7 separate regions of the Mus musculus genome follow, and all the other regions are linked to region 4. The links are chromatin contacts, called in public Hi-C, HiChIP or PLAC-seq and promoter capture Hi-C maps. All regions are on one chromosome and are shown on one strand. Each heading gives the region's core, a stretch centred on a gene start, on an enhancer-like site or on the middle of the called end of the contact. The rest is flanking DNA. Distances are from core to core; before and after follow the strand shown.

The links. Promoter capture Hi-C pulls out the DNA fragments that hold promoters and counts their contacts. Hi-C and Micro-C count contacts between places; a contact is called where the count stands out from the background. HiChIP or PLAC-seq counts read pairs in DNA pulled down with a chosen protein or histone mark. Capture Hi-C pulls out chosen DNA fragments and counts their contacts.
Region 1: a contact with region 4 is called in a promoter capture Hi-C map of pre-B cells. The contact joins the promoter of Adipoq here to the promoter of Etv5 in region 4. A contact is called at or near these places in 1 of 39 promoter capture datasets (pre-B cells) and 2 of 115 datasets of contacts at active chromatin or transcription factors (bone marrow-derived macrophages and fetal liver).
Region 2: a contact with region 4 is called in a Hi-C map of CD8 T cells, with 2.7 times the contacts expected there. The contact joins the enhancer-like site here to the promoter of Etv5 in region 4. A contact is called at or near these places in 7 of 39 promoter capture datasets (the 3T3-L1 cell line, 3T3-L1-derived adipocytes, the SN4741 cell line and 3 more) and 3 of 484 Hi-C or Micro-C datasets (CD8 T cells, the N1E-115 cell line and double positive thymocytes).
Region 3: a contact with region 4 is called in a promoter capture Hi-C map of liver, with 1.8 times the contacts expected there. The contact joins the enhancer-like site here to the promoter of Etv5 in region 4. A contact is called at or near these places in 5 of 39 promoter capture datasets (the 3T3-L1 cell line, the SN4741 cell line and liver) and 2 of 115 datasets of contacts at active chromatin or transcription factors (bone marrow-derived macrophages and microglia).
Region 5: an HNF4G HiChIP or PLAC-seq map of pancreatic cancer cells shows a contact between it and region 4. The contact joins the enhancer-like site here to the promoter of Etv5 in region 4. A contact is called at or near these places in 6 of 39 promoter capture datasets (the 3T3-L1 cell line, 3T3-L1-derived adipocytes, the SN4741 cell line and 2 more), 2 of 484 Hi-C or Micro-C datasets (CD8 T cells and the N1E-115 cell line) and 1 of 115 datasets of contacts at active chromatin or transcription factors (pancreatic cancer cells).
Region 6: a contact with region 4 is called in a promoter capture Hi-C map of pre-B cells, with 4 times the contacts expected there. The contact joins the promoter of BC106179 here to the promoter of Etv5 in region 4. A contact is called at or near these places in 1 of 39 promoter capture datasets (pre-B cells), 1 of 484 Hi-C or Micro-C datasets (embryonic stem cells) and 2 of 115 datasets of contacts at active chromatin or transcription factors (astrocytes and embryonic stem cells).
Region 7: a contact with region 4 is called in a promoter capture Hi-C map of liver, with 2.2 times the contacts expected there. The contact joins the promoter of 1300002E11Rik here to the promoter of Etv5 in region 4. A contact is called at or near these places in 3 of 39 promoter capture datasets (the 3T3-L1 cell line, the SN4741 cell line and liver), 1 of 484 Hi-C or Micro-C datasets (CD4 T cells), 2 of 115 datasets of contacts at active chromatin or transcription factors (bone marrow-derived macrophages and fibro-adipogenic progenitors) and 1 of 9 other capture datasets (liver).

Annotation. Positions count from the first base shown.
Region 1 is chr16:23,144,559-23,148,096 of GRCm38.p6, forward strand. It overlaps Adipoq (adiponectin, C1Q and collagen domain containing), which reads left to right and starts at 1,978. Exons shown (of 3, transcript NM_009605.5): 1 at 1,978-2,083.
Region 2 is chr16:21,835,196-21,838,977 of GRCm38.p6, forward strand. It overlaps a transcript of Map3k13 not described here. Among named protein-coding and RNA genes, the nearest start is that of Gm26744, 8.8 kb to the right of the region's middle. Within about 2 kb of position 1,361, at least 55 of the 459 cell types and tissues checked have an H3K27ac peak or open chromatin away from gene starts, as enhancers often do. A contact at or near this core is called in CD8 T cells and double positive thymocytes, where this site is marked.
Region 3 is chr16:21,816,241-21,820,128 of GRCm38.p6, forward strand. No RefSeq gene overlaps it. Among named protein-coding and RNA genes, the nearest start is that of 1300002E11Rik, 24 kb to the left of the region's middle. Within about 2 kb of position 2,046, at least 70 of the 459 cell types and tissues checked have an H3K27ac peak or open chromatin away from gene starts, as enhancers often do. A contact at or near this core is called in liver, where this site is marked.
Region 4 is chr16:22,437,419-22,441,331 of GRCm38.p6, forward strand. It overlaps Etv5 (ets variant 5), which reads right to left and starts at 2,152. Exons shown (of 13, transcript NM_023794.2): 1 at 2,099-2,152.
Region 5 is chr16:21,855,821-21,859,368 of GRCm38.p6, forward strand. It overlaps a transcript of Map3k13 not described here. Among named protein-coding and RNA genes, the nearest start is that of Gm26744, 12 kb to the left of the region's middle. Within about 2 kb of position 1,816, at least 33 of the 459 cell types and tissues checked have an H3K27ac peak or open chromatin away from gene starts, as enhancers often do. A contact at or near this core is called in the N1E-115 cell line, the SN4741 cell line, hippocampal neurons and 1 more, where this site is marked.
Region 6 is chr16:23,223,230-23,226,859 of GRCm38.p6, forward strand. It overlaps BC106179 (cDNA sequence BC106179), which reads right to left and starts at 2,255. Exons shown (of 3, transcript NR_152126.1): 1 at 2,239-2,255; 2 at 556-1,215; 3 at 1-266. It overlaps St6gal1 (beta galactoside alpha 2,6 sialyltransferase 1), which reads left to right and starts at 1,511. Exons shown (of 8, transcript NM_145933.4): 1 at 1,511-2,000.
Region 7 is chr16:21,792,810-21,796,269 of GRCm38.p6, forward strand. It overlaps 1300002E11Rik (RIKEN cDNA 1300002E11 gene), which reads left to right and starts at 1,538. Exons shown (of 3, transcript NR_037958.1): 1 at 1,538-1,637; 2 at 3,041-3,166.

The DNA.
Region 1 (3,538 bases), core at 728-3,227, 710 kb after region 4:
CAGACCCAGCAAAGTATTGATGTGGTTTTGGGGTGAAAGTCACTCTGTCTTGTGCAATAGTTAGAATCTGCTGAAACCAGCAGTGTTCCTATATGGGACAGGGGTCCAGAGCTAACCCGGAGGCTATAACTGAGCAGAGGTGAAGACCACGAGGCATTGGGGAGCGTATGCCCTTTGTGGTCAGAGAGATCTAGCTTCGTGCCTTGGGTCTGTGTCTCTCCCTCTTACTGGCTTCTGGCTTCTTCATTAAGTGGGAGACAACCACAGGTATCTGTATGGGAAGACTCGACTACCCCTTGACTCAACATTGCTTGTTACTTACTTTGTACAAGATACTACTTAGTCTAGGGGTTATGGAGCATAACCTCAAGTAGGTAAAGCCCCTGCTCCAGCGTGTTTGCATTCCAGTAAGAAGCGAAAGACAGTAACACACATACAAAATAAGTAAGAAAATGCAACAACAGCAACAACAACAACACACACACACAAAGTAAGCAAAACGCTAAGGGAAAGATAGAGAGTGATACAGCTTTGAGTTGCTGTAGTTCTTCTCTCTCCTTTGCTTCATACAGTTTGCTTGGGAAGTGTCCAGGGCCATGGGGTCACAACTAACAGCCCTTGGAAATGAGCTTGTGTCCTTAATCTTCATGACCTAACGTGATTTCTCTAGAAACATCAGTGCATTAACAGGAAGACAAGATGGAAGATCATATTTTGGCTCTCCTTCCTTGGTGGGTTGACACTGCTGGTCCTATCCACTAGTAAAAGCATGACTCTTAGGCTCTGTGTGGCCAGTGGAAGGTGGCAGTTGGAGGAAGCAGATGCTTGGCCAGCCTTTGCCTGGGAGCAGTCTAGCTCTGAGTGTCTTATTGGAGCAGCTGCTGGCATCCAGAGTTCTTTTTGGATTCACGATTTAATTCAAAAGCTTTGTGCTCCCGAGAATCAGCTCTGGTCTTTCAAAAATAAGATGTGAGTCCGCCGAGAGGCTCCCAAGGTATTGCCTTGCCAACTGCAAGCCTTTTAGGAGCAGTTTAGTGAGTGGTGACTGCTAGTTGCAGTTGGCTGTTAGCCCAGAGCTAATAATAGATAGAAAAGGTATATACTTAAGGAGTCTGGAAACTGAGGTTTATCTACTCACAGAAAATGAGTTTCTAAAAAACTAGCTTGAAACTTACCCAGAAAAATCTTAGAACATGGTTCTCCAATGTCAAGGTAAGTGTTCTGTGACACTGGGCTTGAATTATGTAGGGACCACAGATTTTAGAATTTGGACCCCTGAACTTGCTTCACACCCCACCAGGAACCTTCCTGTACAACAGCCCTCAGAATTCATCTACATGGTCTTTTCTCAGTATGGGATCCGGTCTAGCAAGTGGAGCACACCTTCTATTGCTTAAAGATTTGTTTATGTATATGGGTATTTTGGCTGCATGCATATTTGCACACCAAAAGAAGGCAGCGGATCCCATGGAATTACTGTGGGTGCTGGGAATTGAACTCAGGACCTCTGGAAGAATAGCCAGTGCTCTTAACCACTGAGCCATGCCTGCAGTCCATCTATTTTTTATTCTAGTACAGCCCCTCTTCATTCTTACTGAAATAGTAATGCCTGAACCACACAGCTTCACATTTAGTTACAAAGAAAGAGTGGGAGTATCATGTGACAATTAGTGTTGTTGACTCTCCAGGACAAACTTATGGGAAAGGGAGGTCTCCTGACCCCTGAACAATCATTTTACTTGAGGATAATTTTCATTGCACTCAGAAACATGCTGAATTATTGTCCTTACCCTTGCCCCATCTCTTGCTCTGGTAGAGAATGGCCAAAGCCTGGAAACAGGATGGCTTGACAGAAGCTCTACTTGGCTTCCCAGACCCAAGCTGGATTAAACCAGGTTCCCTAAGGAGTCTTAAGGCAGCTGCCAGGAGCAAGGGGCCCACTCATTGGCTATTGGCCTTGACTGGGTTGGCCAATGGTAAGCTGGGGTCTGCCTGTCCCCATGAGTACCAGACTAATGAGACCTGGCCACTTTCTCCTCATTTCTGTCTGTACGATTGTCAGTGGATCTGACGACACCAAAAGGTAAGAACAATTCTATATTCTCGGCTGGCTGGGTATGAATGCAGAATCCCACTTGGGCTGTGTTCAGATTTTGCTCTCTGCAGCAGTGTGAAGGTAGATGTTGAGAAAACTCAGGCCTTGGAAACATGGTTGGGGCAGATAAGCTTTGGGGCTTTTCTTTAACTCTTCAAAGCTCTAAGAAAGAAACAATAACCTTTCGGTCCACAAGCTTGAGCCTAACCGGAAGTTTGCCCTGTTCATTTGATGGCAGGATGCCCACTGCAAAAAGAACCTGGAGATAGTGAGGTAGGAGGGTCGATCCACAGATGAGACTCTGTTGGAAAGTGGGATCTGTTGCTTCTCGGCTTTAAGAGTTACAGTGACAGGAGAAGCAGGCAGAGAGGGCAGCCCGAGGAAGTCCAGTTGAGGTCAGACTGTAGGATCTGTCTCTATCACTTAGTTCTACTGAGCAGATATGCACGGAGCATGCGCTGTAGAACACTTTGTCAGGGCTGTGAGTGAAAACATGGGTGTGCTCGGAGGAGTTGGGGACATCTGTCTGCATAGAGACATTTTAGGGGATTGGGTGACACAAAGTGGTGAGAACCTGGAAAATAGTGGCAATCTGGACAGAAAGCCTCATTTTGAAAGATATTTTCTGACAGAGGCACTGCACCTGCTTTGTCGTTGTTAAACCTAATTCTTGCTCCATGAACACAGCATCGGAACCATGGAGGTAGAGGAGATGAAGGAGGGAGGGGTTTGGAAGTCAAGGCAGCCTCTTGTGTGTCATGATACGTAAGTCCCTCGTCTGAAGAAATTTTGTTTTTGAGACTGGGTGTCACTATATATTCCTGACTGGCTTGGAATTTATAAAGACCAGGCCATCACTGAACTCACAGGGATCCACCTGCCTCCCTGGCTCCCAAGTGCAGGGAGCAAGTGCATGCTGAGAATGGGTTCTGAATCAAGCCTCACAAGAGGAGCCACCTCACTCCCCCTGTGATGTCATTCAAAAGGATGGCAGAGAATTTGATCAGAGTCATTCTGTGGACAAGAGGGCAGGTGGAGCAGGCCAGAGGGGCGTGAGAGTGCATCTTGGTTCTTGGAGCAGTTTGGTTCCCAAGGCTTAGTGAGAAATCCTTGATGCCTCTCTCCCTGTGTTTCGAGGAATCTTACAAGGCACAGGGCTTGCTTCTAGCCTTGTGTGTGTGATCCTGTGTGCATGTGTATGTGGAAGCCAGAGGGGTCTCTCCATATGAGGTGTCTTTCTTAATCTCTGCCTTATTTTTTTGAGACAAGGTCTCTCAGAACCTGGAGCGTGACGAAGAAGGCCAGACTGAGGTCATTGATCTCTAGGGATATTCTTGTCTCTGTCATCCCCTACCCCAGTGTCAGGGTTAAAGGTGACAGCTTTTGACATGAATTCTAGGGATCTAAATTCAGGTCCTCATGCATCTGCAGAAAGCACTAATC
Region 2 (3,782 bases), core at 111-2,610, 600 kb before region 4:
ACCCTGTTGATAGGAAGAAGCGAGTCCTGCACATGCTCATGGGAGTCTACTCATGGGGTGACACTGGTGCCTTGCCCAAGGCAGCTTCTCTACCCAAACACCACTGCGGCGTCCTCTTACTTTTTCCTCTAGTTTGCTGTTGGTGGATGGCTGCCACTGGGATATTTTAACGAATGGAAATGGGACAATCAAAATCAGATGGGTAAACATATCCACTCACTGTGAGTAGTGCAGTGTGCTGCGACTCTAGAAACAACTGGGCATGTGTGTGCATGCGGCCAGTCTGACCTCAGCAGAAGATCTGTGTGCAAGATGCTCTGCCTCATGTCCACCAGCTGGTGTGCAAGTGGAAAAGGACAGTGAGTGGGGCAGACAGACCAGCTCTCTGTCTCACATGACAGTGGGACGTGGGATAGGTCCCATCTACCAGTTGGGAACATGATCTGCCATTCAGTAATTACTTCCTCGGTCTCTCCTTTCAGAGTTCAAGGTCGTCCCAGGCTGTGCAGCTAGTTTGAGGCCCGCCTGGGAAACTTGAGACGAAATCTCAAAACAATAACACTGTTTCTTTAAGCTCCTTAAAGGACATTGTCACGTTATGCCTACTGCCAGAGGCACTGTGTGCACACCTGTTTCCTCAGACTTTCAAACGGAGGTTGTTGCCATATCAACAAAATAAAAGGATCTCAAACCCTTTGCAAGCAGGAAGTGGCATCTTGCTTTATTTCCATTTCTTTAACTAATGTTTAAATTGAACATTTTTCTTATGAGCTTTCTATCTTTTCATCTGTAACTTAACTGGTAGGTGGGCCTTTTCCTTGTTCATCTCATTCCTACATTTATCCACATTAATGATTCTTTTTAATTAACAGGTTTTTCATACAACATATTTTCATTATGTTTTCTTCTCCCCTAACCTAACTCTTCTCAGATCCTTCCCACTTCCATACCATCTCAAATTTATCTCTTTATCTTAATAATTATTGAACTCACAATTGTACAAGCTGTTTCTTTTTACATTTTGTCAATTTTATAAATTCCTCCAAATAAACTCCCTCTTTGGTTCGTTGGATATATATATCCATTGTAACATACTTACCCACACTCATTTTCAAGTCATGAAGGAGTTCTTTGTCTTCTCTAAAAATATCACCATGTGGTTTTCATGGAAACTGTCCCTGGACTGAGTTGTTTAGCCCTTTCATTCAGACCTGGTGCTGACTCTGAGATGTAGCCCTGGCTGGAGGAGGAGGCAGGAGTCTCTTCTTCCCCCTTTTCTTCAGTTTCAGGCCATCTGAAGTGCAGCCCATCTGCTGGGAAAGCCGCTGTCCACGATGGAGCCACAGCCGGGGTCAGAGAGGGAAGAGTGCGTGCTGGGAGTGACTTCCTCAGTACAGAAGAACAGGTTCATGTTTCTGCATGGATGTAAAGCAGAGCTTGTGTGAACTTAACAGAATATACCTTAACAAAGCCATTTGATGCTCTTCTGTGTGGCTTACTTTACTATTTTGCCTATTGTCTTATTGATTGCCTTTCAGGATTCTGGGATACTTTAGCTAGAGGTTAACTCGCTTCTCTGACAAAATGATTCCTGAGCAATTCCAGCAACATTGCACTTTCCCTTTCAAATGTGAAAGTATTTCAAGAATATTTTTCTGGTTTACAGTAGGTGGCAGCAATGGATTATCTCACTAGGCTCAGCATGCAATGAGGCAAGTGCAGGGAAATAAAAGCATGTGCCTTACATGTAGGAGCGTGTAGTGGTGCTGTCTCAGAAATGCACACCATCACCTGTGACTGTTTCGTAGCCCAGCTATGCAGTGAGCACCAGTTTACACTCCTCTGGGAAAATACACTTAAGGTTTTATTAAGTCACAGCTTGTCTTGCAATGTGTGAATTCTGCGCATGCATGTATGTGTACATGTGTATGGGGGTACATGTGTGTGTATACATGTATAAGGGACATTGTATCCGGGTACACATGTTTGTTGTGCATGTGGAGGTCAGAGGAGAGCTTTGGGTGACTTCCTTTATTACTAACTTATTCCTTTGAGACATGGCCTCTAACTGAGCCCGGAACTAGTGACCAGCGAGCCCCTCCACCATCTTGCTCCTACACCACAGGGCTAAGGCTAGAGAGCCACACACCCACTCCTGGCTCTGCTGTGTTGTCCTGGAATCAGAGCTCTGTCGCTCACACTTGAGCAGAAGGGCTCTTTACATACTGAGCCATTTTAAAACACCAGCCTGTCCTCTAAAGGATACACTTTTCAAAGATACGTATTTAGTACAGCCCTGAGTAATTTAATAGACTAAACTATGCTAAGATCGAGTCTTTTCCAGGCCAGTGCTTCCGTTGTGAGTAGGTTTCAGTGGAACCATGCCTTGCTGATTTAAATTTCAGGTCTGATATCATCTCATAGTATTTATCATTGTTATTTCTAGAATGGGGTGTTCCCTATGAAGTTAGCCTTTGGCTGAAGTCCACTCAGGATAGAAGCAAGCCAATCCACCGCTACAGCGGGCAGTCCCGGGATACACTTGTGTAGGCAGGAGAAGGCCAGTACAATGGACCAGTGCTCATTCGCTGTCAGAGAGGCCAGGACCAACCAACCAACCAGAGACCGTGACAGAAGTGTGAGCAATGGCTTCCACTTCTCCCTTTTAGAACAGCCTCAGAATGAGAAAAAAAAAAAAAAAAAAAAAGTGAAGATGGCAGGGGAACAACTCCAAAATTCAGTGTTCAAGGGAAAATTCCATCCTGTCCTGAATTCTGTGTGTAAAAATGTCTTAAGGAAACCAGGTTCTCAGATCTACACACCATGCTTTTTCAGGGCAGGGCTGCATACTAGTTTGTTAACGGATCTCAGTTTGCTGCCAGCACAGACTAGCATGCTTTTTACTGAGTGAATAAGTGAAATTATCTACTTCTTCTCGGTGCCAACCACATTCTTTTCAATATCTTTCTAAAATCGCTCCTTTCTTCATATGCCCTGTAGTGGGCTATGCCACACACTGAAGTGTGAGTTAGCTCTTCCTCTCCAGCAAGAGCATGGGCAGACTGAGACAGTTACAGTCAAGGGAGGCTAGCCAGCACAGGGGAGTGCCTGGGATGGAGGCTTTGGAGATAATTTTCAAAGAAAATTCCAAGAATTTTGCATCAAGGAAAATTGAAAATGAGGCTCTAGGGTGTGGCAAGTGTTCCCAGACCCAGCGCTACTTACCTCACAGTGGTTTCTATGTCTCTAAAGTACCCAGGCCCCAGGAGCTGACCTGCTGCCCTCTGCTCCCTTCGTGGTAGACGTGTTGGATTTCCACCTAAACTTGCAAGGTGTGCTTCTTTGTTTCATGTTTGCACTCCTTTGCTACAGAGGCATCAATTCTGCTAGGACTTTCTCTTCTGTTACTTTGTAGATTTCAGATTGCCCACAGCAGCTGACTATGATTTGCCTCGTGCTCCAGCAGCAGACGTGTGTGTGTGTGTGTGTGTGTGTGTGTGTGTGTGTGTGTGTGTGTGTGTGTGTGATTTTTACCAGCCACAGATAGTTTCTGTGATTGTGTGACATTTGGAATTCTGGAGAATTCTCAGGAAGGTATTTAAAGGCTAGAGCACCAAGAAGTTTATGGGTTGTTGGTTGGTTGCTGTTGGTTGTTGTTGGTTGCAGTTGGTTGCAGTTGGTCACAGTTTATTAAGTAGTCCTATGCAAGAATAAATTAGATATTCTGACAGCAAAGATGAAACTTGTTCCAAGGAGCTCGACATTGTTAATCAGCAGGACGT
Region 3 (3,888 bases), core at 796-3,295, 620 kb before region 4:
GTTGCCTGTGCTTGTGGAGTTAGTACCCCATCCATTGTTCGTCAGTAAACTGGAGGCAGTAGGACCACTGAGAACCTGAGCAAGAAAGACAGCTGGTCGTCAAGACAGCCAGCAGTTAGTGCGATGTCATGCCTGACAAAGCACAGTCACAGTTAAGAGTCTGGACACTTCATTCCATGACATAGAACACATATTCTGAGGATCTGAGCACAAGTTTTAGAGACAGAAAAGGACTGGAAGAAAGAATTGACAAGTTAGCCGGGCAGTGGTGGAGCACACATTTAATCCCAGCACTTAGGAGGCAGAGGCAGGCAAATTTCTGAGTTCAAGGCCAGCCTGGCCTGCAGAGTTCCAAGACAGCCAGGGCTGCACAGAGAAACCCTGTCTCAAGGGAAAGAAAAGAAAGTAGCAGGGGATAGAGAAATAGCTCAGCAGTTAAGGGGATTATCTGCTTTTCCCGAGGTCCAGAGTTCAATTCCCAGTACTCACATGGTGGCTCACAACCATCTATAACGTGATCGGATGCCCTCTTCTGGCATGCAGGGGTACATGCAGATAGAATACTCATTCATAAAATAAATCTTGAAGGAAGAAGGTGGGTCATTTCCTTGAAAGAAGGGACAGGAGATGGAAGATCAGAAACATTCCTGTTTATATCAGGATCCCTCTTCCCGGGAGCCGCAGGGACCGATAGAGGAAGCTGTAATCCTACGGTTATAGCTGACCTACTTGGGGAAGTTTGGCTCACAAATCCTGATTCTTCAGGTCAGAGAAATGGCTCCGTTTCAAACTTTGCTGGGTTGAAATGGATGACACCATTTCAATTTTTAGCCTTGCATGTTGGATCCCAATAGCGGAGCTTAGCCCCTAAACAACAGCATTCAGTAATTTCTGTTTAATATGCCAGTACTTCAAAAAACGCATGGTAAGACAGGAGGTATGACTCAGCTGGTAGAGTACCTGCCTAAGCATAAGACCCTGGAACCCATATTCCTGGCTCCTCCTGCACTCGGGGCTGAAGTACAGCTGTCATTCATCCTGGCTCTCAGGAGGCAGAGGCAAGAGGATTAGGAGCTGAAGGGCATTACCACCTACAGAGGGAGTTCAAGCCCAGGCTAGACCATGTGAGACCCTGCCTCAAAACAAAGGGTTGGAGAGGTGTGGAATAGTTTAAGAGTACTTGCTGCTCTTGCATACGGTCTAGGTTTGGTTCCCGGGACCCACATGGAACTCACAATCATTCGCAACTCTAGTTCCTGGGGATCTGATGCCTGGTTTTTGGCTGCATAGGCACCAGGTTTGCACATATATACATATCTTAGGGTTTCTGTTGCTGTGAGGGGACACCTTGACACAGCAACTCTTACAAAGGAAAGCATTTAATTGGGGGGCTGGCTTATATAGTCCAGAGGTTTAGTCTATGTCACCATGGTATGCAGATAGACATGGCGCTGAGACAGTAGCTGAGATTTCTACATCTGGATTCTAAGGAAGCAGGAAGAGACTGACACTGGGCCTGGCTTGAGCATTTGAAATATCAAAGCCCACTGCACTGACACACTTCCTTAAACAAAGCCACAACACCTAATGGTGCCACTCCCTATGAGTCTGTGGGGGTCCATTTCATTCAGACCATCATAATACATGCAAGCAAAATACTCGTAAAATCTGAAAAATAACTATATTTAAATAAAAATATTCTTTAGCAGTTAAACTATCTCTCTACCTCCCTTTAAAATGTACAAAATTTAAAAACTATTATAAAACTTATGTCCCCTGCAATAGAAGATGTCAGCCACTATTGAGATATTCTAGAACAAGTTATCCTTAAGCTCAGTATCGCTGTCTGCTGAGTGTGCTTTCATCTCAGTTTCTAACATTAATAAAAAGTTCTGTAGAAACTCGGACTGTGAAATGTTACTCCCCCACCCCCACCCCCACCCCAAAACAGTGTTTGAAAGAAAAGTTTCTGGGCTACAGTTCCGTGTAATGTTTACTGTGTTTTCAACTTCTGAAAATGAGAGGGGGTGTGGCTAGCCGGTGGGTGTGGCTAGCCGGTGGTGTGGCTAGCCGGTGGGTGTGGCTAGCCGGTGGGTGTGGCGAGGGGGTTGTCGTCTGCACCTTTTGTGTTGAGTTTCATCTCATGATTGGCTCACAGTGCAAAGAACAGGACCACCTCACCTCACGGTGCCTTTTCTACAAAGATAGATGTTTTAGGAGTTCTCAAATAAAAACAATGAAGGCTTCATATTATCTAGGTTTTTAGGTGATTACACTGAAGTAACAGAATTCAGATATGGATTCAAATTCTCACTTCAGAATGGTGTATTCTGTATTTGAAAACAGGCCTGTTAGTGATAGGTTGAAGCCGTGCATTTGAATGTACTATAAGTACATAATGTGAAATATAATGAAATTTAATACTTTGTTTTAATACTTTGTTTAGTGACCTAAGAGAGAAAGAGCTTTTCGTTTTGTATAAAACATATTGATTCATCTGTAGTCGTAACTACCAGGTTCAAGGTGCAGGGACAGATACCACTTGGCATACCGTTCTAGTGTGTCATGTGAGCGTAGTTTCGATTTGGAAGTTCAGTAGGTACTCCCAGCTGACAGGGGAATTCCAGCAAGGTCATTCAACCGTTCAAACCTTAAAGGCGAACACAATTGGGAAAAGCTGCCTCTGTGTAAACATTAACCCCTCTGGTTTCAAGTGGCTCCTTTTATCCTGTTTGGTTTAATATAAAAGGGAGACCTGGAACTCGATATCTTTATACTTAGATTAAAAATAAGTTTAAGGAACTTGGAAGCATATTCTTCCATGATTTATTATTTCTTTTAAACTTAGAAGAAAAAAAAAGCTGCTCTCCCCAGCTAGCTATGGGAGGGTTGTTGTTGTTGTTGTTGTTTTTAACCACTGTGTGTGCACATGTGTGTGTGTTGGGGGGTGGGGTGGGCTTGGGGCTTAGCTTGCATGCGGCGGAAAGATCCTTAGCATGCATGTCGATCCTCATCCAGCTCACGGGTTCCGAAGCTTGGATCTCTGGCTGCAGGCTTGTGGCCAGCACCTTCATCCTTCCTAGCTCTACTGAGCAGAAGTTCTTAAAATATTTTCAGTATGTTTTTCTCAGTACATCTATCAGTCTAAATGAACCAATTCTTCTTGAAACATTATAAAGCTGCCCTTAACTGACATTAGGAAACAAACGGTGCTGGGTGCAAATCATGGCTTGCAGCATTTCTCAACCTCTGGGTCTCGACTGCACAGGGTCTCAGATCAGACATTCTACAGACTCTTGCTGCTTCAGTGGGGGGGGGGGGGGTTCATTTGCTGTCGAAAGACAAGCTTTTAAAAAGTAGTAAATATTTATATTTATGAAATAGCTCCAGCATGAGTATGTGCATCCCTGCAACGGGTCTTGATGAGCCCCGTTCCCACTAAATCCTCCTGTGCGCTCGCTCATCCCTGATCCACAGAGGAAAGCCAAGAGCTGGGGTCTGTGATAACTGTTGTCACTTCTCCAGGGGATCTGCACATGCCTGTATATCCTAATCCAAATGCTGCCTAGCTTTCAAGTGCTTCCTTTAAACCTCATGAAAATGAAATCAAATTGTCTGCACTTTTTCCTAGAACATACTTTAAGAAATGGTAAGTTGGGATCGCCGAGTCAATATTACAGTTACTGCCGCTTGCTCATTAGTTCCCATTGCTGGATGTTGCATTAAGTGACCTAGAATTTAGTAGCAGAGTCTACTGGTATATGCAGGTAGATATATACATACATAGCTATTTCCAACCATACATAAACAAAGATTAAACTGAGTCTTTACTAGGTGAGAACATTGCCTCGTCTGTCTATGTCTGATACTGTTTTTCATGTCACCACA
Region 4 (3,913 bases), core at 902-3,401:
AAAAGGAAAAGAAACAGAAAAACAAAACACCGTCATTGAAATCTTTCAATGCAAAAATATCCATGAAAAGAAAACTCCCTGTTCTACAATGACCTCAAATCTTCAACAAAATCAGTCAACCACTGGTAAGAGCTGGGCTTGGAACTAAATCAAGAGGGGAGACACTTTTCTAGCGTGGGAGGAATTAGCTAGCAAGTTTAGGTGTTACCTTCCTAAACACTTAATTTTCCAAATAAAAACTCAGGTCAAAATAATGGGGGCATAACAAGTATTTATTCACCTCAGGTCTGAATAACAGACAGGCCTAACTAGCATTTTCTTTTAAGTTGTACACAAACTAGGGAACACTTTTCACAGTAACCATTTCCATCTGACTTGTTTTTCACGCTGTGAGCACCATATCAAATTTTCATAAGTGAGCAGGATACAAGAAAACCCTTCACAGCCAGCACTTGGCCCAAGTAATCAGATATTTTCAAAGTCAAAGGAAAGAGAGTTCGCAACTTCCTAGAAAAACACTTCTGCCAGCTTGCCTTCCTTCCACACAGTGCAAACATCGTTCAGAATGAGGCCTCTCTTGAATGTCACCAACCAGGACCCAAATCTGAGAATCTTTAGTAGACTGTGGAGAAGAAAGAATTCTGTGCTGTATTTTTAAAAATTTTGACTAAGTTGTGGCCTCAGAAATTCTTAAATGTCTGTTGTGGGTTAAGAGAACAACGTGTAGGAAAACCAGAGGATAAAATATTTTTAGAAGCTCATGATGCGCAAAAAAATATCCTTTGAAAAAAATCGGTAAAAAGAAACTTCCCTAAGAGATTCCAAAAGCAGCAGCAAGGATCTTCTAAGCAGCCCTTCGAGTTCAAGAGCTGGAAACGTCGTGTTCAAAGTATCTTTTAAAAGCCTGCAGGGAAGGCTTCGGTTCATCCTGGAGTTTAAACCACTTCCTTTGTGTCGTCGTAGTCGCTCCCCCCCCCCAGCCCCCAAATCCAGGGTGCCCCCAGGAAAACTTTAACTGGGCGCAGCGACCGGATCGAGGCCCCTCCCCGTGGCGCGCAGCGAGCCTGGTTTTATGAATGGGAGATGGAGCCGCGGCCGCCACCGCAGGTAGAGGCTGTAACTGGATCCCTCGCGCCCGGCCCCATTCACAAAACAAGACACACTTCCACCCAATTCCCAGCCTTCCCATTCATGAAAACTCCTTCAGCTGCGCCCCCGCCCCCACTCCCAACGCACGCTTAGCCTCCGACGCAGGCCCCTCACCCCAGCGTTTTAGGAAGAAAGCTCAATGCTTCATTCACAAAAAAAAAAAAAAAAAAGGGAGAAAAAAAAAAAAGCCTCAGAGCTCAGAGCCCAAGAAAGAAACCTGCTTCATTCATAAAGTCACCCACATTCAGAAAACGAGGTGCAGCGCTGGCCGATACCAGCAGCCTCATTTGCTCCTGATCACACATGCCGCCTCCCCTCATCACCCCCTACTTAATCAGTACCCCCTTTGCGGGGGAGACCCCGAATCATTCACGAGGTTCCAGCACACTCTCGGCAGCCTCGGAACCGGTTCTCTCTTCCCCCAGGCCGTGGCTCAGGCGGCCCCAATACCCTCAGCCCTAAGAGGAGGGAGTGGGGGGCTGCGGGCCCGCTGCCCAGTCTCCAACTTGCCAGGCCTGCAGAAGTTCGGGCAGATCCTGCACCCTCAGGCTGCACATGTCGGTGTCATTTAACTCTCGGGGTTCTGAAGCAGAACCCCTGAAACTGCTGCTCGCCTCCCCCCACCCCCCATATTAAGAGTCGCGGAGCGTTTCTTCTCGCGAGCCTCCCAGGGCCCTCGGGGGCCCACAACTTCGCGCCCCGCACCCCGTTCTTGCACCCCGCTTCTGTAGCCTGAGCCGGGCACCCCGCTCCCTGCACCCGCTCCAGCACCCCGGGTGCCTCCTCCGCGGCGTGCGGAAACCCGTTCTCCGCTCGCTCCGGAACCGCTAGCCGCCCCCGCCCGAAGCCTCCCAGGAACCGAACCGAACCGGGCCTCGGGGGGAGGGGGCGGCTAGCTCCGGGAGTCACCCCAAGCACGCCCAACTGAGGACCCAGAACCAGTCCGCACCTGAGCGGCCACTCCGCGCGCCCGCCTGCGCGCCTCCGTGGCGGGCTGGGCCGCAGCGATCGGGGATGAAGACCGCTCTGCGCGCCGGCCTCCGGACTCTGCGCCGCCCTGCAACCCGCTGCAGCACTGGCCCGGCCCCCGCCGGCTCCGCCCGCCGCCATTGGCCCGCAGCCCAGAGCACACACGTCCCCATTGGTCGGCGGCCATCCCCGCGGCTGCCCATCACCTCTTGTTTACCCTGTCTTCAGGCAAATCCAGCTGGGCCGCCCCATCATCTGCGGCGCCCATTGGCTAACGGTCGGCCTCCCTCAACGCCCTCAGAGGTCTGTTTTACATAATTTATGCGCTGGGCGCCATTGACCAATCAGCACCGGCTTGTTTATATAATGAATGTAAGGACGTTTTTCATTCATAAAAAACGCGACCTGAGGGGGAAGCTTAGCTGAGTCAGTGAAGCTCTTAAAGGGGCCACTCGCGAAGTTCCCCCTGGCCTCGGCCTGCACCGCTCCTCCCGCCACCCCCGCGCGGGGCCGCTTGGCGCCAGGCGTTCGCAGCTGCAGCAGCGAGCTAAGTTATCATTTTAGAACTCAGGCGAGAGGAATTCGTCATTCCACACACAGAAACTCGCTGACCCTGCCTGGGCGTTCGGCCCATAGAAACACAAAAAACGGAAACCGAGCCCTCTAATCTTAGCTACCTTGAAGAGAAGCCTTAATTTTTTTTTTAAACCAGGTTTCCAGTGGGAAAAAAAAGTAGTTACCTTCCTTTAAAAACCTGAGCTTTTCCAGATCTTAGTGATGTACCCATGTTGCCAAAGCCTAAGGCCCGACCCGATCGCGTCTTCTCGGGCTAATAATTGCCTCTGAGCTCTACAGGCAAGAGGCTACAGCCAGAAACCCGGTTCGTGGATCGCACCGGGCCGGTAGAGGGCCTTGGAAGCACAAATCCCTTTGAAACGTGCGTGCAGTTAGACCGCTTGCTTCTCTCCCGGGCTGCTTGTTTTCCATTTAAGTGTTGAATGCAAGATGGTGTGTTTGCGAATTAGATCCCGTGCAGCTGGGAACCGGGAGAAGCAGTGTTGCTTGCCAAAGGATCGGGCATTGACTGCAGTTGTTGAGATTCTTAACAGGGTGTTCCAGGAAACAAATAAAACAATCCTCTGCCCCTTCCAACTCCTCGTCCTGCTCCTGCCACCGACAATGGCCGTTCTCTTCTTTTCCCAAGGACGCTAGGGTGCTTGTGAACGAGTTCTGTTCTCTACTAACCGGGCAGCAAGGTGTCAGCGTTTGGAGAGTTGAGCCTCAGCAAAGCGGGTCCCAAGTTGTTACCCTAAGGGTGCCCAGTGCCCCACAGTGAAACACGTGGTGTGGATTTCTAGTCCGCGGCCTTTCCCCCCTAAGCTTGTGGATCAGAGCTGGTACTTGGTGTGTTGATTACAGTCCTTGACCAGTTTGAATGCTGGGATGAGACCTGCACCCAGGTTCAGTGGGCTGAGTTATCGGTTTTGCCGGAGACTGGGAAGGGCACCAGTTGAAGTGTGGGCAGGTGCTTTGAACTTTTAACGAGCAGTTCCTTGATATTTAATTTCCTGCCTGAGCACAGTGCTTCCCTTAGCTCCTATTCTAGTTGGTGGCTATAGAGTTTGTCCTCTTGTACCCGTGTTCCCAGCTTGTTTCTGACGTCCTGAAGGCTTTCAATTCAGCAAGGCCCACACTAGTTCCAGATCCTCTCTCACCGGCTTGGTCCCATCACCGCCATCCCTCCCTGTTCTCATCCCAGGCCAACCTCCTGCCTGGTTGAAATTTCTTCAAGAAT
Region 5 (3,548 bases), core at 566-3,065, 580 kb before region 4:
ACCAGGAAAACATTGAAAAGGCTAAAGAAAAGAAAGTACTTTTCCTAGAAAATCCCTCAGATTATCTTCCTGTATATAATTGTAAAATACCATTGATGAAACAAATAGTAGTAAGCTTTTCAGTTACTATGTGATAGTTTCTCTCCCAGCATATGCCCAGGTAAGAAGAAATAAACACACTTTGTTCTCTTCTGTTTCTCAGTTGACCCCTCCATATTTACCTGTGCCTGCTGGAGACAGATCTACTCAATCCAGTCAGCTTGGCCTAGCTCCACAGTGAGACGATTTCTTTGACAGTTATAAGCCACTTGCCCTGCTCTTTCTCCCACAAGTGTGCGTTAGCCCCTTTACGGCATTGGTTCTGCCGGAGTCTTACCATGAACCAGCCAAAGCAGTGCTTCACAAGTGTCTCCCAGAGTCTAATATCCTCAGCGTCACTGAGGAGCTTGTCAGAAATGCAAATTCCAGGCCTACTCCACTTCTGCCATCAGAAATGCTGGCAGCAGGTCCCGGAATCTGTGTTTAACAAGTTGGCTAGTGGAGACTGGTGCATGCTGAAGTCAGAATCCTTGGTTTACAGCAAAGCTCAGATTTTTAATGTGCATAGGAATTGATGGGGATTTTGTTTAAAGCCAGATTCTGGATACTTGGTTTGGCAGCTGCCTAAGTGGCCCCCAAGTGATGCTGATGCTGATGCTGCCAATCAGTAGCAAAACACTGAAGTCTGGATTTGGGATGCCACTCCTCTCAAAGACCCATGTGTTAAAAAGGCTTGGTGCTATTGGAGGAGGTGGCGCTTGTAAAATGTGGGGCTAGGTGACAGGTTTAGGACATTTGAAAGCATTTCCTTGGGATTATAGAGGCAGTCTGGTCCTTTCTCATGAGGCGAGCTGAGGTGCTTGTTTTACCACACACTCCAGCTGTGGTGGTCTCACTCACCACAGGCCCCAAAGCAATGGCTAATTGATCATGGACTGAACCTTTGAGCCAGAATGAACCTTGTCTCTTTATAAATTCATTATCTCAAACATGTGTTACAGTTACAGAAATCCGAAAAATACATATGGATCTGGAAGAACTATTATGGGCTGCTCCAAGAACTAGCACAGTTAAGTAGGCGTCATTAAAGCTTGTCTCCCACTTGCTCCCAAGGGGAATGCAGCTCCCAGAAGGACTTTTATAAACATTGATCACGACACCATTCTAAAAAAGAAAGAAAAACAAAACAGCTTAATTGCCCAATAATTGGAAAATACAGTGACTCCCCCTTCACAAATACTCTGTTTATAAATTTACTTGTCAAGTACAGTTTATTCTTAGGCCAAATCAATTCTCCTGGTACTCTTATGATTGTGTTCACAGATAAGCACATCATAGCAAACGTCTGAGTGTGTGACACACTCTGAGCCAATGCGGGACAGAGGGAAGCTCTGCATTCTTATTTAGGCTCCCTGCTGTGGGCACATGCCTTCCTGGTACAATTACTTATGAATCAGAACACATACCCTTCTGTGAGAATGACCCAGTGTCACACGAGATGTGTCAATCATCCCTAAAGGCCTCACCTTACAATACCATACTTGGTTAATCACATTCCAGCCTGAGTTTGTCAGCTCTCAGGCCCATGTGGTGGCAGGCCACCAAGGCTGGGGTGTGTGGGGGGAGCAAGCTGCTCACCTCCTCCCAGTGTACAATGCTAATGACCTAAACCTCTCAGATAGCCAACATCTCAACATCAGGGCTTTATAGGGTAGCACCCCAGACCTGTTGGTAAACAGAGTTGCAAGGGACGACCAAAGAAAGAGAGACACTTGAGGTTGTCAGGAGGCTTTTACGTCAGCGGGGGAACAGTCTCAGATGGAATGAACCCTGAGCAGCTTTGCAGAAGGGTATTTATTGATCGTTACGCAAATGTTATTTTTAGAATAAATCAAGTTTCTCATACCAGAGCCACTGATCTGATGTTTGTGCTATGTTAAAAAACACATGGCCCCCACACTTCTGTCATCATGGTGCAACATGTGTGCAGTATTGTGTAGTGCTCAATTGTGCAAGAATTCCAGGTTTGCCAGGATGTCCTGTAACTGAAGTTACATGAAGGCCATAGAGCCCCTTCTGAAATACAGTTCCATAAGTCTCAGAAAACAATCACCGATCAGATACAAAACATTTCCTTGGAGCTTAGGCGGGCCTAAAAGAAATTGAAACACTCTGGTGTCCATGTCAGACACAATGGCTTTACTAATTTTCCCACTGCGCAGACCAAAACTATAGTGCCTCATAAAATATCTATTTTCAGGAAACTATAAAATGATAAGTAAGCACTATGAGTCATTGAACCATGGATTTAATGTTAATTGATTAACAATATAAATGTACATGTTTAATTTTAATTTTATGGTGTATAAGCAGAAATATAGGTAAAACAAGGTTTGGAGCCATGAATAGGAAACCTGAACATGTGACCAGAGGCTCATAGAAGCCTCACCCTTTGTCTGTCCAGGAGCAAAGGTTCAGAGTTCACTAATCCAGTCTTCAAAGAGGCCTCGTATAGTGTAGCCACGTCAGAGGAGAAGAATGGGTTGCCAACTGTACAACCCATGCTGCATTTAGAAATGACAGGGCATGCCTGCGGCTGTATGAAAAGTGTTGTTGGAGTCACGAGACACAGGAGGGGTTTTCAAGTATAGCACTGCTATTAGATTTAATTTTTCACGTAGGGAAAATCGGAAGAAGTACACCCAGAATCTGAGAGGTTATTTGCTTTTCAGTGTTGTTGTTCTTTGAACGTGTGTTACCTCCTCATTGCTGTAGATGTATTGTGAGGCGCCTCTTCTCACGTCCTGGGCTGCAGAGGCCGCGAGCTCTGCAGGAGGACCTTGTGCTCAGTAACAGAAGAGCACATCCTCTCATTCAACCAAGTAAAAGTTGCTCCAAGCGATGATGTGACAATCCCAGAGGCATCTAGCGCTCGAGGCGTTAGGTAGCTATCCTGGGCTGTGCTTTGTGAGGGAGTGGTTTTGCCCAAGAGCTTTGACTTCTTCTAAATCTCCCCACTTGTCAACATGGTTGACAATCTGGTCTCTGGAGTCAGACAGATGAGAGGTGGGTCCTGATGCTTTTGCTATTTGCTATGTGTCTCGTGTAAATTGTTGAACAACTCTAAATTTCTCTGATGCATATGGATATAGTAGGCATGATCGTGGAGGCAAGCGAGGGTTCGGTCAGATGGAGACCACGCACAGTGCAGAGCGCACACTGAGCCCGAGTGGACAGCAGCTGCTCCTTTTCCTTTGTCTATTGTATTGTGTGCTGTGTAGGAGACTGCCAGCTGTTACAGGGCGCATTTTAAGAAAAAGGAATAGAAAGAAAAGGAGGATAGATAGAAACAGGAAAGGAAGAGGCAAAAAGGATTATGTCCCAAAGATTCACAGCTTGCTGGGAGACAGTCACATACACTGTAGTGTAATAGAGTATAATATAATACTGACTCTCTGACAGTTGGTCTTTAGACTAGAAAAGTGAGGGCCCCAAAATAGTTCATTTGT
Region 6 (3,630 bases), core at 1,005-3,504, 790 kb after region 4:
GGATACTGAGATTTCTCAAGGGCCTGGGTGACTTAATTTCCTCATCCACAAGTGGGTTTAACACCTTACTGTGTATAACACTGAAACCAGCACTGTGTCTTTGGTGATTCTTGTCTAGATGCCTTTTCTTCATTTCCTGTGTCAGCGTCACAGTTCAGGTGCTTAAGCGATCTCCACTGTCTGTCAGCTCCCAAGTCAGTCTGAGATTCTCACTTAAAGTCCTCGCTCCTGTTTCCATCTTCAAGAACCGCGACCGAAGAATCTACCTAAAGCACAAGGATGCACTGTGAGCCATGCATTAAAATCGTTTAATGGCCTCTTAATGTAGAACAAAATCTTCGACTTTCAGTTAGCACCCTTTCAGAAACAGTCACCCGGGGTCTGCTTTCATTGGCTCACAGCAGAGTGCACTATTATGAGCATGCTCAGTAGGCTAGACTCTACGTTACTTGCTCCACATAAATCATTTCGTGTAAACATGATCCTTAGTGCTGTCTTCTAGCTCTCCATGTTGCAGAAGAGGAAAGAATGGCCCAGAAAGACTGTGGAACTCACCCAAGAACAAATAGCTTCTTGGCCACAGAACTGAATTCACTGTCTGGCACTTTCTGATTTGGGTCTCTGGCTCCAGAGCAGCTGGGGGAGGGTGAGCAGCTAGGGGCTCAGAATCAAAGGATGGAGGAAGACAATCTGAAAGACAGGTGCTGGGGAGGAGGCGGCAATCTTTTCTTTCCCAGGTTGGTGGTGGGAAGCGGCTATCTGGACTTGAAGAGAACGCTCTGGTCCTGGCTCCAGCAATCTTACTGTAGAGGCTATTTTGCTACACAGAAAACCCAGACCAGCAATTTTCTGCGTTCTTGGAGCTCTATTTGATTCCTCTCCCAGCTCAGAGGTGGATATTTGGGATGTGATTACTGCCTCAGAGTAGTCAAATCTCTTCTCTAGGATAGAAAGGACCGAAGGAGCGGCCAGATGGTGGCTTCCAGTTCTCTTACAGAGGAAAGTTTTCAGTCTTTCGGAAGTGGTCTGTGGGTAATCAGAGATGGTCAGACTGCCAGACTGCTTCTTCAACAAGATGTTTCCTCCTGACTTCTCCAGCAGCCGTATCCTAAGCCCAGTGGAAGGAAGGTGCCCGGCTGTCTTTACCTTTGTAACCGGGTCCTGCCTGCCTGCGTACCTACTGTGAGAGTTCCAGGTCGCAGGACTCCAGAACATCTAAAAAAAAAAAAAAAAAAGTTTGACAAGGCTGTGTACAGGATACACTTAATGTTGGGGGATTTTTGTTAAACTCTAAATACTACAGTCTAAGATGTATGTGTCCTACATAAAAATTTGAGTTTTCACAGGGGTTAAATGACTTGTTTGATCAGGATCACCCTGTGCAGAGCCAGGACAAGCACTCTGGTAAGAACGTTTTCGCCAGATAACACTGAATCCAATCCATCGGGACACGCAGGGGGTGGGGGTGGAGGCAGCATTTGGGCTTCCTTGCCTGCCGCATTGCTCCGCCCCAAAGGCTTGCTCTTTGTGGACAGACTGCAAGATTCCCTGCATTACGGGGAGCCCTAAGCAGGCACCTTTAACCTTGAGCCTGCTCGCTAGCGACCTCCAGAGGGCCAGGATGGTTTGGGACCGGTGTGATAGAGCACTTTTCTAGTTTTAACGACTCTATTTGCATAACGGAGACCAAGCGTCCTCCCGCCGGTCTGCCGTGCTTTTCTTCCCTCCTTCCCGGTCCTCTGTACCCTCATCTGTGCTCCCTCTCTGCTTCCCAGAAGATCCGTTCTCAAGGGGACTCACTCGGAGCTTGAGTCCCGGGCTCTTCTCCCTCGGCCCGGCAAGATCCAGAGGCACCTGGGGGAGTGGAGTTGAGCGCCAGCCTGGGTTGGGGAGCCGCCCTGGCACTGCCCGACCCTAACAAAGGGAATCGGACTGCGCGCCGTGCGAGCGCTCGGTGGGCTCAGCGACCGCAGCCGCCTTCCCGATTGAGAGAGCTGCAAGTGAGTAGGGGCGAGGCGGGCGGCACGGGTCTGAAGAAGGAGTGCAGGGGTGCGCTGAGAGGCAGCCCTAGCTGCGGGAGTAGGAGCCGCCGCCCCGGGCTGGGGATGTCTGTCGCGGGTCCAGGGGAGGGACCGCCTTGGCCTCCCCTCCCTAATCCCCCACCCCCACCCCCACCCCCCGGCACGCCAGCCTGCGCACCCATAACAAACCCACGTGTGCGGGGACGCAGGAACCTACACTGCAGCGTCTGTATTGTGTAAGGCGTTGACTCGCGGAGTGAGGGTCTCTTTAGATCTTGCCCACTTTGGTAACAGAGCAGGAAAACAAGCCCGGTGGAAGGAGAGGGGGAGCGCAGGCACCACAACAAACGCACGTGTGCCCCGGCTGAACCTCTTTTGGTCAGGTTATTGTTCCAGCCAAACCAACGGGTGCGGCGCTTGGAGGCCACCTACTACTGCTGGAGAGGTGGGGACCTTTCGCAGCGGTGCTCTGTGAAGGGACGGACTAAACCTGTTGATTTTTAAAGGAAAAAGAAAATACAAACAAGAAAGAGCCGACAAAAAGCCCCCACCCCACCCACACGTATGCTTCACCCATTGGCACGGGTTTGGAGGTGAAACCTACAAGCCCTCATCTCTTCTTCGAGATTTTCTTAAGAGTCGTGGGCTGAACTAAGGATCTGTAGGGTACCCTTCTAAAATAGACCCTGCCCGACACACCATTGTCCCCGTGCACTGGCGACTGCCCCTGTTGGGGAATCTCGAGCGCCTCCCTAGCTTGCTGAAAGAATAGTTCATTTTAACAAAATCCACCAGTGAGGTCTTGGGTTTTGCTTGCTCTTCGCCTGGGAGCTCCCTGTGGCTAGACATTTCAGGTGTCACTGGCCCTGGCCACACAAGGCCAACGGGGGCCCCTCGTCTAGACGGGGACGTATCGGAGGCTCGCAGAGGTAGGTCCACTGTTTGCTGTGCTTTCCCCTTAACTTTCACTCTGCTCACGCAGCCGGATTTTTAGCGTATTGAGGTCTGGGCTTGTCAGCTCTGAGGAAAAGTTGAGGACAGGAAGGGGGCGGTGAACGGATCCTAGGCGACCTGTGCAGGAGTGACAGCATTTTACCAATCTGATGCTGCACCTCGAGTAGTCCCTGTGGAGACTAACCTGTCTCTGAAGACAACTGGACAGCCTTCAACCGTGTACCTTTGTTATTGAAAAAATCCAGGCGACAGCTAGGGAACCTTTTTAATTTTACAGGCAGGAAGCTGAGGTCTGAGAGTTCAGCCCCTTGGGTCTTCCAACTGCTCGGCCTTCATCCAGAGGATTCTGCGGTCGGCTTAAAAGGCAGTAGCCTCAGGCAGGGCGGAGTGAAACAAAGAAAATAATTCAAATTGGAAACTGCGCCCTTCCATTATACCTTTCTAGAGTTCTCTGTTTTAGTGGAGAAGAGGGACTTAGCATTTCCCCCACTTCTCAGCCTGTCCCGCTTCATAACTTTGCTCTGCTCTCCTGGCTGCCCTCTTGTTCTCAAATTGAACTAGGGCCAACTGGAGAGGCTTAGATGTTTTGCGGGCGCTAAGAAGCCTTTGTTCGGGCAGAAGCTGGGGCTGTTGACATCAGCCCCGCTGGGAGGAG
Region 7 (3,460 bases), core at 288-2,787, 650 kb before region 4:
AAATCCCTATAGTCAAAAAATGACAAATATCATTGGGTCTAAACCAGGCATGGTTGAGTATGCCTGTAAGATCCGTTAACACTAGGAGGGTTCAGGGAGGAGAACAGTTGGAGCTATATCAGGAGACCTGATCAGAAAACAACAAAAGTCATTGGGCTGAGGTGTTATTCTGGGTTATTTGCAAAACTGACCCATCACCCACATTTCAACACTACTACTAGCTTGCTTTGTCATCTTTCTAAACAACAAGTTGAGATGTTTCTTTGAACCATTGTCTTAGTCAGGGTTTCTATTCCTGCACAAACATCATGACCAAGAAGCAAGTTGGGGAGGAAAGGGTTTATTCAGCTTACACTTCCATACTGCTGTTCATCACCAAGGAAGTCAGGACTGGAACTCAAGCAGGTCAGGAAGCAGGAGCTGATGCAGAAGCCATGTTCTTTACTGGCTTGCTTCCCCTGGCTTGCTCAGCCTGCTCTCTTTTAGAACCCAAGACTACCAGCCCAGAGATGGCCCCACCCACAAGGGGCCTTTCCCCCTTGATCACTAATTGAGAAAGTGCCTTACAGTTGGATCTCATGGAGGTATTTCCTCAACTGAAGCTCCTTTCTCTGTGATAACTCCAGCTTTGTCAAGTTGACACAAAACTAGCCAGTACAACCACCACAGAGGAAATGAAACCATGCCTAGTCAGTGGTAGTACATTCATAGCCTGCTAACCTTCTGGAACTGCAGAGGTCTGTAGTTTTGTTCCTATTAACCAGTTAAAAACAAAGACAGCTCCCTGCTTTTCTGGGTCAGTATGAGGTTTGTGGACACACACACACACAGAGACTTTCTTATTGATGAGTATGTCTACTTTCAGGGACAGCCTGAGGTCTGTCATTATAGTCCTGGTGCCTCTCCTCCCCCCCCCCCCCCTTAGCAAGGTAACTCAGCAAATGTTTTCAATCAAGTTGAGATATCAACCTGTCTGTCTGTCGGTCTGTCTATCGAGGAGAAGGTACCCAGTATCATCAGCTAACCACTGAACAAAAGTAGTTCCAGTCTGCTATACACGTATGTGTTCCAGTGCGGAAACAAGAGAGTATATCACATCATTAGAAAAAAAAACAAAACAAAAAACCTGTTAATGTTCATTGCAGTATGCTGGAACGTTCTATGCATTACCTCAAGTAACACAACAGCTTCAGGTTGTGGGTACTGGTGTTTTACACGGTTGGGACAGGTTGCCCTTGTAACACAACACCAATACCCTCAGAAGTGAAAGGGGCAGCACTGCAGCCAGCAATCACAATCTCAGAGGCCGACACCCGGCAGAGACGTGGGACTCGACAATCTCGTGATTTGTCCAAACGCCCCGCTAATTCGGATTGGAGCGGTAAATTTCAGCATGGACGAGTCTGTAGAATAAAGGAATTGGGTCACTCAGCCCAGGACCCGCAAGCTAAAACCACGGGAGCCCACTGCTGAGCCGTGTGTCGGAAGTGACGTCATACGCGGAAGCTGTGGAGGCAGAGGTGGCGCCTGCGCATTGGGGTTGCGCTGGGGTGGGTGTCCAGCGCTGTAGGAGGAACGCGGTGGGAGGAAGGCTTGCGGGCGTGCGGACTCGGCTTCGGGCCGAGCGCTTTGAAGAAGTAAGTCTTCTAGGAACCTAGCGGCGCTAGAGGGAGTTGGCGACATGGCTTTTGGGGCAGCTGCGGTGCGCTCAGCTGGGCTCGCTGCCTACTCCTGAGCCCGGGATGGAGTAGGGGTCAGCGACCCGGTCTCCTATAGGTCTTGGGAGAGAGAGGTGGACACCTGCTGGAAAGGGTTTGGACAGAGTGCGAAGCCCGACTGGCGCAGCTGCTGAGTGCATCCCGGGTGTCAGCATCCCGCCTCTGCAAACGCGACTCCCGGTTACTTTGCTTGCCCCCTCCCTGCCCTATGACGCGGGTGCAGAAGAAAATCCTGACCCGTTTTGTTTTAAAGTTAGTGAAATGTACAAATGGGTCCTAATCTCTTGGTGGAGAGGATAAGGCGCTTGTCTGGCTTCTTGAGGCTGCCTTTACTTTTCTGGGAAGAACTGTGCGATACCAGGGAGGTTATCGAATAATTAGCCGCGGTTGTCGCACCGTACTGGTAGCTGGTGTTATAAATGCTTTCTTTTTAGCAGTGTAAGTTTTCTTTTTCTTAAAGATTTATTATGTTGGTAAACTATTTAAAAGATGGATAAGAGTTACAACGAATATAAAAACAGTAATTTATAAATATGTAGTCGGGCTCCACCTGCTGTGTATAGACCCAAGGAACGATTGTAGCAGCTCCCAATTCCCCCCCCAACCCTTGAAGATTAAAGTGTTTCCTTTGTTAAAGGCGCCATTAAATATTATGAAGAGTGTACATATGCACCCCACAAAAAACAAGTATTGTAACCACCAAGTTTGGGCTATCAAATGAAATACAGTGCAGATGCTATAATGTGCTGTGTAATCAGATCTCAGCAAGAGTCACCACCTACGCGTAGCCCCAGGAATGTGGCTGTGTGCACGGGCTATCAAATAAAAGGCAGATCTTGAGAGGTTCCCAAAATGTGTCATTAGATTGGATAGAGTGGGGTTAGTAGACAATGAATTTATGTTGCATGGTTGTGTTTTCCCTAAGAAACTAGTAAGCATCTTTTGATTTTAAATCGGAGCTTTTCTTCAAGTCAGTTGAACACTCCAAAAGTAAACCGCTTTTTTTGCAGTAAAAATTTATGTTTGTTCACGTTTAAATCTTTTCACAATTCCTGGACAGCCCTGAGATTCTACTCACCCCCATTTTATATGCTGTTACTGTGCCACTGAATTAGAATATATTTAAATATGATAAATGTCATTGAACTTTTGAAATCTTCTAGGTATTATTGTTTTCCTATAGTCTTGGCCACTTTAACCATGTTCAGAGTCATGTCCCCTAGACCGCATGTCTAAGTGCCCATATGGTGTAGCTGCTATGCACAGTGGACTGATGCATGTGGTAACCTAGGTATGTGCATTGACAGTTTTGAGGTTTTTAGTTTTGCAGAACCCTGCTACCTACAGACTCTGCCATGGATGTCATGTAAAGAAACCCCGGATGTAGTAACGGACAAAACATGAGTCAGTTTGTGTTGTGGCATTCAGATCTGAACACACTGGGAGAGGTAAGTTGTCGACTGTGTTTTATATTAGGTGCTGTATTAGAGTAGCCCTGTTGAGTCAAAGATATTTTAAGATGGGAGAAAAAAATTAGGCCTAAATCTATCTTTTTAAAATCAGGAACTTCCAAGGCAAGGCGTCTTTGTTTGTATGCTAGTGTAACTGTTTTCCTGTTGAGGAAGTCAGGATTGAAAGAGAGAAACCAGGTGTACTGCAGAAAGGATACTTTTCCTTTTTGGGAGCTCCTCTCCCCCAGGCTTCTCAGTCTGTAGTAACAGCCCGTGGTTACTATGTTAAAA